2 separate regions of the Mus musculus genome follow, and region 1 is linked to region 2. Evidence: chromatin contacts called from public Hi-C data. All regions are on one chromosome and are shown on one strand. Each heading gives the region's core, a stretch centred on a gene start, on an enhancer-like site or on the middle of the called end of the contact. The rest is flanking DNA. Distances are from core to core; before and after follow the strand shown. Region 1 overlaps Fbxl17 (F-box and leucine-rich repeat protein 17). Region 2 has its middle 28 kb from the start of Gm34230.

Region 1 (2,700 bases), core at 49-2,548, 320 kb before region 2:
GTTTAGAAATACTCTGAGGAGCCTCCGTAACTTCAAATTACTTGTTGAGCAAACTTGACTGGGTCTGGTTTTAGAAGTAGAAGTCATGTTGATGTGTGGGACAGTTACTGGATAGAAAGATTTCTGTGTGCTTTATTTGAATTTTATTAAGTAGAAACATTGGTTGTCTCCTACAGAGGCATGAATATGGTTTAGATTCTGGCGTCATAAAGCACACATAGTCTTTTTTTGTCATGTTTGGAGAATTTCAGGAAGTCTACAAGGTCTAACCATTCTGGCAAATGTTAAAGGAACCTGCCAAGCTCCTAGGTCTGTGTGTGGTGGAACAAGCAGGCAGAGGAACCCAAGGCACTTTTACTCAGCAGGGAAGACACTGTGACTGGGACCTGAAGTTTGTCCTGCTGTGCCACAGAGGGTGTGTTCTGGAAGATGGACTGGGAGGGAGTCCACTCTATGGAAGAACAGAACTTACTATTAAAGAGCACACAGGGTAAGGGAAGACACAGCAGAGGTGGAGAGCAGTAGGTCTGCACACAGTGCTGAACAGAGGAGAGCCAGCAAGGGAGAGGCAGCTGGGAGAAGTGGGTTGGGCTTAGGGATATGGGCTTAGGGATATGGGGACACTGTCCAGGCAGGAGATGATAACGTTGAAATTTATGTCAGAAATAGAGAACCCTGGAAGTAAGGAGTTGACCAGGTGGGCAGAAGATACAATTAGTGATTTGCTATAGGAGTCAGAAAACACAGCTGTAGTTTCTCATGTGTGTAGCCAAGCAGTTGTCACACTGAATGAGGAGGGAAGCCATCTTGATCTGGGGACAGGTATACCGTTAAATTTGCATCTGCTTGCTACTTAACTGTAGATATAGAAATTGAGTGATAAATTTGAGCCAGACTTTAAGACAAAGTATGTATGCATGTGTACATATATTTAAGCATCCATCCATCCACCCACTCATCCATCTGTTAGACTGTTAGTACCTTGATTGGATGTGTTCTCAGGACTGATGCCTGAGTGTCTGGATACACCCCTAAGAAGCACCGTTGATAAGGACTGGGTACAGGAAGTGGACATAATGAAGAAAATGAGTTTTCAGAGCTTCAGGGAGAGGCATGTTAAGTGAAACCGAAGGAAGAGACCATTTTAAGACGGTTCCAGAAGCATCAGAGAGCCATGACTCTTGGGAGCCAGGGAGGCACTTAAACCTTGGCGTTATGCCACTTAGCATAGGCGACAGTCCTAGCTTTGTTTTGCTTCACTCTTTAGAGTGTGAGAGACTTGAAGGTGTTCAGAGGCCGAGGCAATGGAGATGTGAAACTGACAGTTCAGTGTGTAAGGAGAAGAGGAGATTTGGGGAGCGATGGAACTGGGGGTATGCTTAGGAGTAAGGGCCTGTCAGGAAGCATTAGCCTGGAGGAGAAGAGATGTTCTCATGCTCCATGATGGCGATGGGCTGATTATGCATCCAGCTTCTGTGGAGAACAGGAAGCTGCGAGAGCACTGGCCTGATGCCCCTTAATTGTTCTTTGAAGCTAATCAAGTTGTGAGTTAAAAGCCTGAGGCAGAGAAGGACTTGTGTTGCCTGTGTCAGGAGCTAGAATTTGGAAGCCCTGTGGGAAGTGGCAGAGGGAGCTGAGGGCAGAAGGTAGAGCCACTGAGTGCTTTTGCACTTGGAAGGCATAAAACTGCCATGGCACCCGGCCATGGCTCTGTTCATCTCCTCCAGCAGAGCTCGGCAGCTACCCATGAGAATGAACCAGGATTGTATAAGACAGCTATCAAATTCCATAAATTCACATTCGTGGATGACAGAATAGTGGAGCAACTCTACACTTGGCAAGTGTTGTGTCTCTAAATGGACATAACTTGTTTACTATTTGGAACATTCTTAGGCACTTCAATATTGTATACCATCACTACCTAGGCCCCCGGCTCTCTCTCCTGCCGTCCACATATGCCGATATACAATGTGCTTGTAAGGCTGGCCGCACCTGTTTGTGCCTGTAAACACCCTTGTTTTCATGGTATCACTTCACTTAAGTATGAAAGATTTCTCAGTTGGAAGGGAGACACATGCTCCGTCTTCAGAAGGCAACACATCTGAGGCAGTTCTTCCCTCGGTTTCTTCGTGTGGCCCGCTTCATGGAACCTCACATTGACCAGTTTTCCCTTTGGGATGGTCAACTTGATGTTCTCATTGTGTCCATTACTTCGGCCATTTTTATACCATGCACACATCACAGGTATCACAGCAGTTTGTCTTTGTTCTTTCTGAACACTCTCGAGTTCCATCGGGCACAGCAATGAGTTCTAGTCATCAATTTTCTTTTGATTGTATCCTCTTGTCTGATGCCAATTATTACCAAATAATCTAAAGTAGATCTAAAGTGGCTTATTATGAACATAAAGAAAAATAAGGGGAAGAGAATGGGGAGGGGGCAGGGCAAGAGGAGGCAAGAGAGGCCAGAGAGTAAGAGCGTACGGTTAGGTTTTAACCAGAGCACACTGTGGCTGTTAAACAACTTTAGCAGTCAGTAGCTACAGTCAGGTGAGTGTCTTATTTCTTCAGCATGGAGCTGCCCACAAGTTCTTAACAGTGAGGTAGAAATAGGAGGAGCTTAGCATTCCTCACACTGCACCAGTCACTTTACCTGAGTAGAAGACAGGACACTTGGGGCATGTGATGATAAAATAAACTT
Region 2 (2,700 bases), core at 6-2,505:
GTGACTTTGCTTCAAAGTCACTCAGTCACTCAGTCTGTGAAGGAAATTCTCAGTTCTGCTTTTTTTCACTGGCTATTCCCACCATCTTGAATTCTCTTCCCAAGGAATTCACATGATCGCCGCTGCCTTGAATGATGAGATTCACCCTAACCTATTTTACCTCGTCCTTCACTCTCCTGTCGCCTTTACACCAGCACACTTTTTCTTAGAATCAGGATGCAACCCTCCCAGAAAAATACATAGTTGATTTATTATACCCATTGTTTGTCAATCTCCAAAGATACTGGACTACTGGCTTGATGAGGGTAAATACCATCTGATTTGCATATTGATCAGACTCCAGTGTAGCAATGGGGTTTCCCACTCATGCCCCAGTTCCCAAACAACAACTCAGAGGTTTATTTTTATTAACAATGCTCATAGCCTTATGCTAAGCTTGTTCCCCAAAAAGCTAATCACTCATTTAACCCACTTTAACTATTCTATGTCCATCACAAGGCTAGTTACCTCTCCTTGGTTTCATGAGTCTGACTTCCTCGGAGTCCAGGGTGAATCTTCCCACCTCTGAATCTACCTCCCAGAGTCCCTATCTCTCTCCGGGAACTTCCACCTCTCACTTCCTGCCTTTTGCTAATAGGAATCTGGTTTTTATTGTCAAAGAATGCTTCCTCACAGTAGACAAGGGATGCTCTTGCACTCCAGCACAGGGAGTACTGTGCACAGGAATATAGTCCCAAACTCAGCACTTGAATGCTGGGTGGATGGATATATGGGATCATGCACAAAAGCCCTATGCTTCAACAGGCAATATTGCTCTGATCAACAGAGCTACACATATACCCAGGCCTTGCGGTGTATCTGAATTCAGTCAGGAGATGCAGTATCTGTTTTACATCCTGCATGATCTCAGGTTTAGCCTTCGTGACAGTTGCAAGGGCACCCAGAATGAATCTGGAAACGGCTGGTCTGATGGAGGAGCAGAGCCCTGCACAGTCATTGCCTTCCTGAAATCTGGTTTAGAGTGACATCTCCTTGGCCAAAGTCCCATCTCCGCAGCCCTGACTAATGTTCCGTTAAGACCTTGAGGTAGCAAAACCATTTCTCGCAGGAGTTTGCATTGAGCCCTGGCAGAAAGACAGGCAATTCATCCCTGTGCTCTGGCAATTGCCTCAACATCTGTTCCTCCATGTCTTCCTCTTACCACACACATGCCAATTAATTTTAACTCCATTAGAGCTTGCTTCCTCCCACAGCATCTACCACCCAAGCTCCCTTGGTTCCCTGTGATCTTTCCTCTTCCCCACTCACGGCAGTGGGAAGGTTCTCAAGAACTAGAAGTATCAGAGCAGTCTTGTTTTCATCTCAGCCACTACCCCACTTTTTAAACGAAAACTGCACGCGAGAAGACAGTTCATAGTTTAGGATGAACACAGAGCTTGAAAACAGAAGTTGCTTACTGTAGCAAAGAGTCTCCTCTACCACCACTACTCAATGTAGCCTGGCCTAGAGAAAGCCTAGGATGGACGACTATGTACGGAAGGACCTGAAAGCCAGCGAGAGGCCCGAAATCTATCGAATGCAGTTTACAGAGAGCTGCCACCACCGGAGAACTGTAGAGTTTTGTGTGTTGCCTCAACAGATGAAGCCTGAGTGGACAACACCCAGCTCTGGGGTGCCTGAGTTTAGAAGGAAACCATACTGAATTATGTTAGTGGCCCCTGAGAAATGAGGCCAAGTTCTTCCTGGCTGGCATGGATTGGGCCTTTCAGTTGGGTTGGCCTTGTTCTCCCTACAATTTTTGCCACACTTATTTCTCCTTCTCAGCCTTTGTTCCCTTTATACTTCTGCATTCAAACCCACTTGTCTCCATCTTAAAGAGAAACACTAACCCTTCCTTTTTTATGGGCCCTCCTATGTACCCTAATCTAATGTCTTGATAGCCTTGAATCCCTGAACACATAGCTTAGCAGTCCATTGCTTTGTGCTTTTTCATTCATATTGACTCTTTTGCCTATGACCATATTGAACTATATTGTCTAAAGAACAATGCTGATACAGCAGTGTTATAATAGTGAGGACCCGGGGAAGTGCACTGAGTCTAAGCTTATACAGAATTGGGTGGCAGTAAGAAACTGTGTGTGGCTACAATGTGGAGGAAAAAAAAAAAAAACAAAAAAAAACCAATACCCACTCTGGAGGTGTGTCCCTTGAGGAGTCTTGCAGATGATCCATATTAGATGGTATATAGATAAGATAACATCAGAATTTCTATTTCTATTTACTCCTAATTTTCATCCCCGAGATTTATACAGAAAGCATACAATTTACTAGACACACACTACGCAGGTACATGTGTGCATATTTCATAATCTAGCAATTGTGTTGGAAAGGCATAATAAAAAGATGTTAGATGAGTACACAGTCAAAAAGGCTTCATTATTATTATGAGAACAGAAATCTGAGAAGAAAAACTTGATTTTATCCATATACCTGAATTATAAAAGTAACAATTTGACTTTTAGATGAAACTGTCCAATAAATGTATCCTAGATTGTAAACCTAACCATTATCATTTCTTGTTATGATCAATTTTATTGCTTTTGAAGAATATTCCCATTTGAAAGGGTTTTAATACTGAGTTTCCGAAACACAGATGACATGTGAGTTGATGTTTAGTTGATATATAGTGGAGATGGGGCT

The links. Hi-C and Micro-C count contacts between places; a contact is called where the count stands out from the background.
Region 1: a contact with region 2 is called in a Hi-C map of the N1E-115 cell line, with 4 times the contacts expected there. The contact joins two enhancer-like sites. A contact is called at or near these places in 1 of 15 datasets of contacts at CTCF or cohesin (pro-B cells), 2 of 484 Hi-C or Micro-C datasets (the N1E-115 cell line and large pre-B cells) and 1 of 9 other capture datasets (embryonic stem cells).

The regions. Positions count from the first base shown.
Region 1 is chr17:63,314,794-63,317,493 of GRCm38.p6, reverse strand. All of the region lies in intron 6 of Fbxl17 (F-box and leucine-rich repeat protein 17), which reads left to right. Among named protein-coding and RNA genes, the nearest start is that of 4930405O22Rik, 3.2 kb to the right of the region's middle. Within about 2 kb of position 1,298, at least 12 of the 459 cell types and tissues checked have an H3K27ac peak or open chromatin away from gene starts, as enhancers often do. A contact at or near this core is called in the N1E-115 cell line, where this site is marked.
Region 2 is chr17:62,996,271-62,998,970 of GRCm38.p6, reverse strand. No RefSeq gene overlaps it. Among named protein-coding and RNA genes, the nearest start is that of Gm34230, 28 kb to the left of the region's middle. Within about 2 kb of position 1,255, at least 6 of the 459 cell types and tissues checked have an H3K27ac peak or open chromatin away from gene starts, as enhancers often do. A contact at or near this core is called in the N1E-115 cell line, where this site is marked.